Regions from separate parts of the Hordeum vulgare genome. Here region 2 is linked to region 1. A link is a contact called in public Hi-C data. All regions are on one chromosome and are shown on one strand. Each heading gives the region's core, a stretch centred on a gene start, on an enhancer-like site or on the middle of the called end of the contact. The rest is flanking DNA. Distances are from core to core; before and after follow the strand shown.

Region 1 (6,962 bases), core at 3,788-6,287:
TTCTTTTGCATATCGCAAAGCTCAATGAAGGTATTAAGATGGGATGCGACATCTTCACTAGGAAAGCCGGAGAATTGCTCTTTCATAACAAGATTCAGCAAAGCAGCATTGATTTCGTATGATTCCGCACTAGTGGCGGGAGCAAACGGAGTACTAATAAAGTCATTATTATTAGTATTCGAGAAATCACAAAGTTTGGTGTTTTCGGTCATGGTAACTTCAGCAAGCAAGCAAACACACAAGCGAACAGAAAACAAGCGAGAGAAAAGGGCGAAGGAAAAAGGCAAATGACAAGAGCAAATATTTTTGTAAATTTTAGTTTTTCATAAGTGGGGGAGAGGAAAACGAGAGGCAAAAAAGTAAATGAAAGAGATGAGTTTGCGGCACTTACTTGGATGAGTTCTTGACTTGATCCTTCCCGGCAACGGCGCGAGAAATCCTTCTGCTGCCTCTTGAGCTTGCGTTGGTTTTTCCCTTGAATAGGAAAGAGTGATGCAACACACGAGCAGTAAGTATTTCCCTCAGTTTGAGAACCAAGGTATCAATCCAGTAGGAGAATCGCGTCAAGTCCAGAGTACCTGCGCAAACACAAAAGAGCTTGCACCCAACGCTATAAAGGGGTTGTCAATCCCTTCAAGATTGATTGCAAAGTGAGATCTGAAGGCGAAAAGGGCAACGAAGTAAAAGAGTAAGGCTGAAAATATGGTGTGAAGTAGACCCGGGGGCCATAGTGTTCACTAGAGGCTTCTCTCAAAATAGCAAATATTACGGTGGGTGAACAAATTACCGTCGAGCAATTGATAGAACCGCGCAAAGTCATGACGATATCTAAGGCAATGATCATACATATACGCATCACGTTCGAGACAAGTAGACCGATACTTTCTGCATCTACTACTATTACTCCACACATCGACCGCTATCCAGCATGCATCTAGTGTATTGAGTTCATGACGAACAGAGTAACGCCTTAAGCAAGATGACATGATGTAGAGGGATAAACTCAAACCAATGATGAAAACCCCATCTTTTTACCCTTGATGGCAACAACACGATGCGTGCCTCGCTATCCCTTCTGTCACTGGGTGAGGTCACCGCACGGTATGAACCCAAAACCAAGCACTTCTCCCATTGCAAGAATCATAGATCAAGTTGGCAAAACAAAACCCACAACGCGAAGAGAATTACAAGGATATGAAATCATGCATATAAGAGATCAGAAGAAACTCAAATAAGATTCATAGATAATCTGATCATAAATCCACAATTCATCGGATCTCGACAAACACACCACAAAAGAAGATTATATCGGATAGATCTCCATGAAGATCATGGAGAAGTTTGTATTGAAGATCCAAGAGAGAGAAGAAACCATCTAGCTACTAGCTATGGACCTGAAGGTCTATGGTGAACTACTCACGCATCATTGGAGAGGTCACGAGAACGTGCCCCACATGGGATCTTGCGGAGACAGAAGCTTGCGGCGGCGGAAAAGTATTTTTGTGGATCTCTCGCGCAGTTTTGGATTTTTTCTGAATTTATAGGCGGAAGAGGTATGGCAGACGTGCCACAGGGGGCCCACAAGCCTGCTAGGCGCGGCCCCCTGGTCGCGCCTAGGGGGCTTGTGGGGTCCCCTGCTGGCCCCTGCCTTGGTTCTCAAGTCTAGCGTGTATCTTCTGTTCCAGAAAAAATCTTTTCGGAAGTTTTATTCCGTTTGGACACCGTTTAAAATCCTCCTCTGAAAAGGGTCAAAAACACGGAAAAAACATGAACTCGCACTTGGCACTGAGTTAATAAGTTAGTCCCAAAAAAGATATAAAAGGCATACAAAACATCCAAAGTTTGACAAGATAATAGCATGGAACTATAAAAAATTATAGATACGTTGGAGATGTATCAGCCGCCGGCTGCCATATGTTGTTGTAGGACACAGAGGATGCACAGGAAAATGAGAGGAATATGGGAAGAAAGACAGGAATAGGCCTAGCAGGCTAGCATGGATATGATTCGTTTGTGGGCTTTTGGGCTTCTCACTCAGCCTTGCGTAAAGTTGATGGGTTAAACACATATTTTTTATTGGGTTCATGCACATTCGTACGTGTATAGGGATACTTGGACAGGACAAATCGTTGGGTTCAATTGAACCCAACGCTCCTATACTGACTCCGTCCCTGCTTGAGGGTGAGTCTTGACAAAGATCTGCATACCACCATATTCAGGAGGCAGAGTGGTAGCATGGATCACTTATAGATGTTGTAGTCGGCTAGAGCGCAATTATTCTTGGATTGCACGGCAATTATGAGGCAGCCACACCAATTTTTGCTGGTAGGTTTCCATAACCTTGTATCTTGACAAAGATCTGCATGCCACCTCGAAAGGGGCATGCCTTTGGGTACACATGCAGCTAGCTCGTGTTTGCGCATCGTCAGGGATGCCGCGACTCACGTAAGTCGAATCCGTGGGACCACAATCTTCACGTAGCCGACACAAAGTGTTGTTGGTGTGGCCCAATTGAACATTGTCAACAAGAGTGACAAGGTGATCAATTACGACCACATGAAGAACTACATAATTATAGTTGCATTAGTGAGAGGGGTGCACCTCAGAAGTATGGTGGGAATCAGTACACTAACAATTAAGCACCCACATTCATTTTTAATACATGATAGAGGCATGAAATTCTTGTCATTGTTATCAAGAGAAACAGACCCGAAACCTCTAGGCCAGGTGGGATTTTGTGAGACAACTTTCACAGTCAACATGAAGTGTGCACCTCGCATCGGCCTGCACCACCACCTCAAAGCTCAACACGCCATTCAACCAGCCTCAGATCACAACATGACTCTACTAGTACAAACACATCGTACCGGGACCGCAAAGTGCAAACGGTGGATGAGCTCCATGGAGGACATTAAAAGAAAACTTATTTCTACATGGCAAAAGTTTGATTTTTTTATACATACACAAATACATATATATCTCGTTCATGAAAATTTTCAGAACAATATACTTTCATACGTGGCATAGAAAAAAAATACGTGTATGAAAACGGGCCATCTTTTTTGTTGTTGGGCCGGGATTTTTTTATGCAGCTTGCAAACATAATATTGTTGAACAAAAAAATGTTCATGATTTTGAACAAATATTCGCAAATTTAAAATTGTTTTCATGAATTTTTAAAAAAGGTAAAAGGTAAAAAAATGATTTAGGAAAAATTTAAAGAAATAGAAAATATGTTCACCAAATATGAAAATATTTCTAACTTTTAAAATAAACGCTAAATGAAAAAAGAAAGGAAATAAATAATAAATTAAAATATTTAAATGAATAAAAGGAAGGAAGATCGAAATCATAAAATCCCAAATTAAAAAACACACACAAACAAAGATAGAGTCCGGTGCAGGAAGGTTCGAAACCGGATATGAGCTAGTAGCGGGAGCGGAGGGAGCTCCTACCTGCCGCTCATTGCGGCAGGGACTCCTGCGCAGCACAGGGCAGGCATGCCGACTGGGCCTGTCAAGTTTTTTTTACCTTTTTCCTTTTCTGTTTATTTCCAATTTTTGTTCGTTTTTTATTTCCTTTTTTTATATTTGAAGCAAAATATTTTTTGAATTTGCAAAACAATTTGGAAAAATCGTGAACGAATTTGGAAGCGTGAATAAATTTTCAAAGCACGAATATTTTCTGAATTTTGGGAACAAAATTTTGAAAAGAAGAACAACTTTGAGAATCCCCAAACAAATTTGAAAGCATGAACAAATTTTTAAAGCACAAACCCTTTTTGAATTTTGAGAACAAATTTATGAATTGAGAACATTTTTAAAAAATTTTGAACAAATTTGGAAGTGCGAACAATTTTTAAAGTATGAACATTTTTTGAACCTTGAGAACAAATTTGTTAAAATCCCAAATAAATTTGGAAGCACAAATAAATTTTTTAAAGCATGATGTTTTTGAATTTTGAGAAGAAATTTTAAAAATCCTGAACAATTTTGGAAGCTCAAACAATTTTTTAAAGCATGCACATTTTTTAAATCTTGAGAACAAAATTTTGAAACGGAGAACAATTTTAAAAACCCCGACCAAATTTTGAAGCTCGAACAATTTTTAAAACATGAACATTTTTTGAATCTGGAGAACAAATTTTGAAAATTCGTGAACAAATTTGGAAGCTTGAGCAATTTTTTAAATGACGCACATTTTTTGAATCTTGAGAACAAAATTTTGAAAGGGAGAACAATTTTAAAAAACTCCAAACAAATTTGGAAGCACAAACAACTTTTTAAAACACGAACAGTCTTTGAATCTTGAGAACAACTTTTGACAACAAGAACAAATTTGAATTTTTTTGAACTAATTTGGAAGCTGGAACAATTTTTTAAAAACATGAACATTTTTTTAGTCTGGAGAACAAAAATTTGAAACGGAAAACCATTTTAATAAAACCTAAATACATTTGGAAGCTTGAACAATTTTTGAAGACACAGACATTTTCTGAATCTTGAAAACAAATTTTGAAACCAAGAAAAAAATGAATGTTAAGAATAAAATTTGAAACCAAGTACAATTTTGAAAAAATACAGAACACACTTTTGAAAATCAAGAACTTTTTTTGAAAATCGAAAATTGTTTTTTTAATCCAAAACATTTTTTGAAACAGAAAAATAAAATAAAAAAATGAAACAGAGAAGAATAAAATAATAAAAAAACGGTTCGGAAAACCTTCTAAAAGTTTTCCAAACCGAAAAAAAAACGGCTGAAACATATAGAAGGTTCCCAGAATCGGACACTGTGCCAGCGCATTTAAACTCGATCTCCCTTTCGTTTTATGCGAAGCCCCGACACCGTTTCATATACAAGGGGCGAATAGGATTTTCCGGGAGCTGACAGCTGAGGAGTAGGCGCTTGCTCGTTAACAAGCGACAAACGGGCCGAACAGGATTGGCCCACCGTACTATATCCCTCGTCAAAAAAGAAAGAAAGAAAAAAAACCCAACCCCAGCACAAAAACTCAGGAGCACTTGGACTTGGCCGAGCGCGCCAGGACAAGAGGCGGCAAAACTTGCCACGAAATATTTCGCGGTCCCTCGGCTCCTCCCCCTTCCCCTGCTCCTCCTCCCGCCTTCCACGCGCTCCCCTCCACGCCCCCGCGAGGCCAAGGGGATCGTCCCGCCGCCCGGAGCCCAGGTCGACTCCGGCGAGCGCCCGATATCCGCGCCCCTCGGCTCCGCGCTTGGCTTTCGTCCCCGGCCCCGAGGCCGGCTCGCCGCCGGCGGATCCGTAGCCGGAGCTAGGGTTTCGCGGCTCCGGGCGTCGCGGCCGCCGAGATCTAGGGTTTCGAGCTCAGGTACGCCCCCTCGGGTTGCCTGGTGTGGTTGGGTAGGGTAAAATTCGCGTGGCTTTGATGGGTTCTGAAATGTCAGGAGCGGCGTAGGATTCGTGGATTAGGTGTTGCGGTTCCGTTCTCGAACCCGTGCTTGATCCTCTGCCCCTAACTCTCTCTTCTTCGAGTCGCAGGCACGAAGGGGACGGCACCTGGAGTCGCAGCCCTCCATTCCAGTGCGGCGCCAAGGCAGGGTAAGCCTTCTTATCCCCTTCCGCGATTCTGACTTGATTTCTCTGGTACTCGGGTCTGAGCGTGGAAACCCTAGGTTAACTGATGGATGGGGATTGACGCTAGGGTTTGAGCGGATTAAGGGCTGGATTCAGGAGGCGGTTTAAGGGGATGATGGGTAGTAACATCATATTCACTTTCCCCCTGTTTCAGATAATGACGCTCCTGTTCATGTAGATGAGAGGGCGATTTATGCATTGATATGTATCCGCAATTCGCCCCTAGTTTCACCGTGGATGAACTCGTCCTCAATTCTCCCCTGGTTCGAGCGTGAACGAATTCGTCGGTTGAGATCTGCCGCCACCTGGGGGGGGGCATATGCATATCTTCCTGATGCATAACTGTGTGGTTTGTAGCAATCACAATTAGGGATCAGTTGCTTGGTTTATTGCAAATACAATGCTGAACTTGTTGAATGGTGACCTGAAAGTTATTATTAAACTGAAACAAATGTTTTGAACCCTAACTGGAACGAATATTATCCTTTTGTTGGTGTAAATACATAAGACAGTGACCTTTTTCTCTTTTGTTTGCAATTTTGTGCTCATTCATCACATATTCATTATCAAGTGCAATTAAAAGAATTCTTGCTAAATCAAATTAAAACATTCTTATTTCGTAGCATTTGAATCTAGTCTGGTACTCACCATTTTTCTGATCTGAAACATATCTTTTATTTGCGCTTTATCAAGTTGAGAAGAGTCATTATAAATTGAAGTCTAGAGATAGACTCGATAACCGGTTCCACAATTTATTACCTGCAGGAAAGGTCGGAGTTTTCTAGGGCTGGATCAATATTGAACCTGATTGCTACCACTGCAGACGAATATCACAAAACCATGAAAGCTCCTCAGCAGCGCCGTAAACCAACTGATACAGAAGCAAAGGTCAAACTTGGTGATAAGTTGCACTGCCTGAAGCCAGGAAAATATACCAACAAATCATCAGGTGATGTGTTGGTGCCCCATTTCTAACTTCAGATAAAACAGATCAACAATTGAAGTAGAAAAGTAGGTGCTTGTTGGCAGCTACATTTGGACTGTAACAGCCACTTGTCCTTGTCAAGTTTTTAACCATATAAATTTCCAGGCAATATCGTGGCAAAATGCAGAAGAGAAGATGGTCAATCGTTTACCGGCAGTAAGATTGCATTGAAGGGTGGTAGCTTTACTGAAGTACCATTTAATAATTTGACAAACTTATCCGTTCAACCACCAAATTATTTTAAAAAGATGAAGCTTCAGTTTTTCCCAGTAGATGAGGCGATTCAGAAGGTTCTACAGCAGGTGATTATCTCTGTTTTTGCAAGAGACTTGTATAAGTACTGCTTAGCTTATGGCTTTTTTCA
Region 2 (6,530 bases), core at 1,482-3,981, 38 kb after region 1:
CGTTTGTTTTCGTCCGTAGTCGGACCCTGCTCTTACTCTTGATTATTATGTAATGTACTGATGTGACTCTGATGTAGCTTGTGGCGAGTGTAAGCCAATTCTATATATTTATCTCTTCTTTTCAGTACATGTACTTGTAATGATATCCATTCTTGCGACACGACGAGATGTGCTTCTATCCCTGATGAGGTCTTCGTGCCAAATTGAGGATAGGGTCGCATCTTGGGCGTGACAACCGGCCTGCCAGAGGAGGAAGCGACTTGGGAGAAGCTCGACGATTTCCGCTAGCAGTTTCCAGATGTTCAGCTCGAGGACGAGCTGTTTTAGAAGGCGGGGAGAGATGTTATGACCGGTACAACGTACCAACGGAGGAGGCCCATTGGGCAGGGTTAATTACGGGCTTAGCCCAAGTTATCTTACCTATCTTAGAGTCCAAGTTATATTAGAGTCCAAGTTAGAGTCCACGTTATCTAGGGTTTAGTGGAGGCTGTCCTCCTATGTAAACACATGTACCCCTTCGATATTAAACAGACAATAAACAGTAATCTGTTGTCATCGTCTCCCTCAGGAGACGGGAGCCCCAAACCCTAGCCGCCTCTCTCTCTCTCTCTCTCTCGCCGCGCCGGCGCCCAACCGCCGGCGCCGGCGTCCAACCGCCGGCGCCGGCGTCCCCAACCTCCCAGCGCGCACTTCCACCCCTATAACCTACGTCCGAGACCTGGTAGAACCCTAGCCTCTACCAATACTATAATCTCAGCTCACATTTGGCCCGAAATAAAAGTAGCCACAAAAAGCTGAAACAATTCCATACAATCAACAAGATCAAGCTGAGCATTTAGGGAAGATTTCAACTCATCCGGCTCAACATAATTAGAGAAGCTTTAAACCTTCCTTTTCAGTTACAATTTTGTCCCAAAAATAAAAAAAACTAGGTAATTCATGTTTTTACCGCATGGTGACTAACTAGTGTGTCTAGGTTGTGAGTGTCAAACGTCCTAATCTGGCGGATTTGGATTCTGTGAAACAACTTACCCCAAATTCTGTGTTTTTTTTTGGTAAATATCTCAAAAGTTGAGGTACTATGAGGGTATGAGACCATAGGCATAATAGTTGTGGTTTTCTTGTATTTTCTCTACTTTGTTTGATTAGGAGATTTCTTACCAAAATTAAAGTTAACAGAGTACAAAACCAAAAAACAGAGCTCGAAGAGGTCGTTATGCTTTGCTTGATAAGGTTTATTGCTAGGAAATCCATCTTTTCCTGTAAAATGTTTATTTTTAAACTTCTAGGCCAGTTTTGTCTGTGCGCGGGTTTAGTATAAGGTTGTAGCAGCTCGATATAACTACCCGAATAAAAATGTACTTTGTCGAAAAACTTAGGAAACCGAAGCGAAGCAGCGTGTATCAGTAGGAGCAGGTCACCCATGATCGCTCACTGATGGAGCTACTGTTGCACCAGTGTGCGCGCATGCGTGCGGCCAGTACACGACGCATATGCGGCCATGGAGAATGAACATGCGTACAAGTGTACACCGCATCTTGGTGTCATTAGTAAGGGGCCGACGTTGATTAGTTTAGTGTCAGGGGTCAGGCTGTCACATGCTAACTGTTGAATGCTGATGGCGTGCAGCAGCTAGCATGGCGCCTGCTGCCGCCCACACAATCAGCCCCCCTTTCGATCGAGGTATCCTTGCCCTTTCCCGTATTTATTTTCCATTTATCCTTGTTCAATTAGCATCAAGAAACATAGTTTATGACCATCTAGATGGATGTCCATTTGATCATTTCTACTAGTTGGCATTGCTGGGTCCTTGGTCTGAAAGAAAAATGGTCTGAAAAAACGCACATTTGCAAGTCGCGGTTTGACAGTTAGAGTTGCTAGCTCGAGGCTTTCTGACGCAAGTTGTGTAATAACTGCGATCTGATCCGGCCAAGAAGAATCTTGCGGCGCGGCCAAATCTTTGACGAGCTTGATGCCGTCAAACCACTGACTCAGCCGATCGAGGCGGGCGGGCGACGCAAGTTGCATTAAGATAGTAACGCTGGTTGCAACTTGCAGCGGAGATGCAGTTCATGGATGCGTGATCGGGCTCTCCCTCATGTGTGATCATGTGAAAAGGTTGTACCATTGATCAATGGATTAATCATCAGCGTCGTCATCATCGTCGTCTCCCGCTGCTGCTTTGGATACCTTAAACATGCATGCTGGCCTGCACGTTGGCTCGCAATCATTCGGCAGCCGCGCGCCTCCCCACCTGATGCATCTTTGCTTTTTTCTCTGATCCACTGCCTGATGCATCTTCGGAGATCCATCGGCGCTCTTTCTCCTGAACCAATTCAAATATAAAGATGCCAGCCTTTTGACCGGTAGCAGTAGTGATCCGAGTCATGCTAACCTGTGCTCTGTACGGGATTTAAATTTCTTTTTGCCAATTTTAAAATAATGCAGCAAAAGATAACAATTTCAGTTTCTGAAGCAAAGAAGTTCTGGTTCAATCTGCATTTATGTTCAGAAACCACATGTGATTCAGTTTACCAGCTTCTCACTCCTACTAGTTAGTACCCCCTCCCTAAAGAAAAACACTCTTATGTTTCGTTAAACGCTCTTATATTTTTATTTAGGGGGGAGTAATATTTTCTTCTTTTCAGACAAGCAGTGGTGACCAAACGGTTGTGCAGCCTGTCTGGGCCAGATGTGAACAGTTGGCGAGTCCAAGCTGACAGGCAGGAAGACAGGAGGAGTGCGTAGGGTCAGCTCATCGTCCTCCATACAGCTGCATTTTTCTTCTCTCTCAGTTAAGAAGGCGGCTGGCTGCCGCTCGGCCACAGCTCATGGAAGACGTAGGTTACGTGAGAACAAGCAGGAGATGACGCCTTCCCACAATAATGGCAGCTTAAGCCAGTCGACATTCGTTTGACTTGGTTAGAGCATCTCTAGTGATGGTGTATATTTGAACGTGTATATCTTCATATACACGTCCATATACACGGCGTGGAAATTATACACGTCTAGTTTTTCAGTGGAACGTGTAAATTAGGACGTGTATATTCCCCTCATTCTTTCCCCCTCTGCAAGATAAGAGATTCAGTAGTGCACACAGGTTCAGAGAACAAGACAGGGGAGCTTCGCCGCATTGCAGCCGTCTCCCTCGTCGCCGGCAGCCTTCCCCGTGGCATCCAAGATGTCCATGGACTCGAGGGTGCCTCCCTCGTTCCATTCCCATCGCTAGGGTGACCGGTGGGCCACCACAGCGACGGCCCCAACCTCGTCTCCGACGAGTACCCGAAGCCCTGCAGCAGGAGGAGGAGCCCCCGTGCTCCAGCCATCCATTTCGGCGCCCGACGCAGCCCCCCGTCCCGGCCTTGCCTCAGGAGGAGCCCCCCTGCTCCAGCCAGCCATTTCGGCGCCCGACGCAGCCCCCCCGTCCCGGCCTTGCCTGAGGAGGAGCAGCAACTGCGGGGCGGCCGGGAACCCTAGAGGCCTCGCACCTCCGAGATCCGGCCGAACTGGGGGTGAGGACGGCACGGCCGGGCCGCAGGCGGCGTGGGCGGGACGGGCGGGCGTCCGGGCACAGGGAGCCCCGACCTTGCTTCTCAGGGAGGAGGAGGCGGCGGTGGACCGGCGGGCGGCGGCCGGAGGAAGGGGGAGGGGAGACCGGAGGCGGCTGCGCACCCCGCACCCCGCAGCGCCGCCCCGCCGCCCGCACAGCGCCACCGCCAGCACCCCGCCAGCAGCCCGCCCCGCACCGCCGCCCGCACAGCGCCACCGCCAGCACCCCGCCAGCAGCCCGCCCCGCACCGCCGCCGCCCCGCACCCCGCCCCGCCGCCGCCCCGCACCCCGGCCACCCCGCCCCGCCGCCGCCAGCCCGCACCCCGCAGCGCCGCCCCGCCGCCGCCAGCCAGCCCGCACAGCGCCGCTGCCAGCCAGCCCGCACAGCGCCGCCGCCAGCCCGCCCGCCCGCACCCCGCCCCGCACAGCGCCGCGAGCTCCACGAGCGTGGCTCGCTCGTGTTTATTTCCACGACGAGTAGCCTCGTGGATGGACGTGTATAACTTCCACGCCCGTATACACGTTCCACTGGAAGGCATTTTTCTGTTAGCAACATGTATATTTATCATTCACCTTCATATACACCATCCACTAGAGATGCTCTAAGTTGGTTTGCTATGTACTCCAGCTCTCGTCCCAGTTGTACTTAGCGTGGGGTATCGAGGCTTCAACGTCGTCTTCACTGCCGATGGCCGCTGGCCATGTCGACCGTGCTACTACATCCTCTCCAGTCTCCACTGACGTCCTGATCGATCCATTAATGTCTAAACTAGTAGGCTTTTAAAAGAAAGGCGATAATTAAGGTTACACTTTCCTCTTCAGTTTCTGTTGTAGGTGGCCTGATCAATGACCCGCAGCTGATTAAACTGAATGTAACTGGGAGAACCTTAGTTGATCAAGCATGTATAGGTACTAGGTAGCGCCTGGGGCGACTGCACCTTGTTTTTGTTTTTTTGTTTTTTTGTTTTTGTTTTTACTTTTGCCACCTCCTCCTGTCCTTTCCCTGCAACTTGTTCCTCTTTGCACATGCATCCCTAATCTATAATGCAAAGGCAGAGCACCTGCCATTTTACCCTAAATTTTTTTCAGTTTCTGAATATCACTACTGGCCACACGTAACGTAAGCATCCAGAGTTTAGAGCGTTAGACATCAGATTCTTTCTAGTTTCACTTTCACCGCCTGCTGCATTATTCAGAGAGCACGGCCTGCTTCGTTTTACCAGGTTCTGCATATATATACGGACAGCAGCAATTTTTTCTTGGAAACCGTTGGTTTTCAGCCGGCTGGTTCCTCCGCTCCCCAAGCCGCCCGGACAGCAGCAATTTTTTCTTGGAAACCGTTGGTCTTCTATCGCTCTCGCAACTTTGCGTGGTGCTAGAGGCGAATTCGAGGCCAGGGATTCACAAATTTTACCTCACTCACTCTTACAGATGCTTCGGCAATAAATCTCGTTGCTCGTAGCTCATTTTTTCTTATAAATCGGACGTCGCGTGAAGAGGGAGCTGAGCCGCCATGGTCGCCGCACAGCCGGTACATCCGAGCGGGTCTGGCGAGGCAAGGCCATAGAGGAGGAGGTGCCTCCGGTGATCGTGAAGGCACGCAGGGGCCTCCTCCACTACCTCGTCGCGGACGCGGAGCATCGTGTCGGCAGATTAGAGGACGGCCAGGGAGGCGGCAATCGCGGCACACCGGACGCCGTTCGTGAATGAAGTCTGACGAGGCCTTTGTAACATCTCGATTTATTTATTTTCAAATTTCGGAATGTTAATAATAGGATAATACTAGATGAATTGTTATGATTTTAGGGAAAATCAAAACTTTCTGAGTTTTTGTTTAAACCTTTTCTAACCAAGTTATAAAAGTTGGATAACTTTTTAAGAAAATAAAGAAGAAGTTGCTTGAAGGTTATTCAAAATTTTCAAAATGGATTTCATTATATTTGGACTCTTTTGAAATACATTGAAACCGCATCCAAAATGATGGATTGAGAATAAAATGACTTTCTCAGATATGATGAACAAATATTTCATGAAATATTCATTTTATATTTGGAATTCTTCTGAATTTTCATTTGAATCTGGAATTTAATCGGGTAGTTTAAGACCGCTTAAACATTTTGAATAAAAACATATTAGAAACGAGAGTAGATAATATGAAATCTCCAAAAAAACAATTGGAAATATTTATTTTTCATTTTTGGGATTTATAAAACCCTAAAAGAATAATTTTCGGGGAAATTAATAAAATCCTATTGCGTTTATAAATATAAGTGCACAAAATTTATTTTATTTATTGCAAGAAATATTTGTTGGACAATCTAAATAATAATTCAAAAATAGTGAACATTTGTAATTATTATGTAAGTCTAATATTTTTTACTAGTTTTGTTTTTATCAAAAGAAATAACAAAAACCTGAAACCTAATGTAACCTACCTAATGGGCTGAGTGTCGGTACAAAAACCGGGCAGGTCTCGGATAGGGGGTCCCGAGCTTGTGGTTGTACCTAGATGGTAAAAATAAGTAAGAAAGACACGATGTTTACATGTAAGACCTTATGTTGTGCTTCTGATTATATTGATTTAGATGGGGTACAAAGTACATGTTGATCTACCCCGAGACCGTATGAATGAATTGACCCTCCTCTAGTATCAGATGATCTATTTACTAGCCTAGTCCGAGTTTATATAATGTACCTCGGTCATAGGACTACGAGAGTCCTTGTCTTGTTCGTCATGTTTTATGGAATGCTCTTTGTATTCATCATGGGTTGTCCGAAGTGGCCCATTAGTGAACCTTCATGGGGTCTTCGCCCGGACCCACCTGACCGGAAGACGACGTGGTGAATATTCCCTAGTCACGACTCCATCACCAAGCTTAACTCTCTCTCTCCCTCCCTCCCTCCCTCCCCCCCCTCCCTCTCTCTCTCTCATGAGCTAAGAGCAACGGAACATAACACCGCGACCCAGCTAGCACCCCGC

The links. Hi-C and Micro-C count contacts between places; a contact is called where the count stands out from the background.
Region 2: a Hi-C map of seedling shows a contact between it and region 1, with 2.2 times the contacts expected there. The contact joins the enhancer-like site here to the promoter of LOC123442961 in region 1. A contact is called at or near these places in 2 of 6 Hi-C or Micro-C datasets (leaf and seedling).

Annotation. Positions count from the first base shown.
Region 1 is chr3H:57,593,004-57,599,965 of MorexV3_pseudomolecules_assembly, forward strand. It overlaps LOC123442961 (TSL-kinase interacting protein 1-like), which reads left to right and starts at 5,038. Exons shown (of 9, transcript XM_045119157.1): 1 at 5,038-5,347; 2 at 5,518-5,577; 3 at 6,379-6,562; 4 at 6,704-6,900. The coding sequence starts at 6,454.
Region 2 is chr3H:57,633,785-57,640,314 of MorexV3_pseudomolecules_assembly, forward strand. No RefSeq gene overlaps it. Among protein-coding and RNA genes, the nearest start is that of LOC123441477, 35 kb to the left of the region's middle. Within about 2 kb of position 2,732, at least 3 of the 3 cell types and tissues checked have open chromatin away from gene starts, as enhancers often do. A contact at or near this core is called in leaf and seedling, where this site is marked.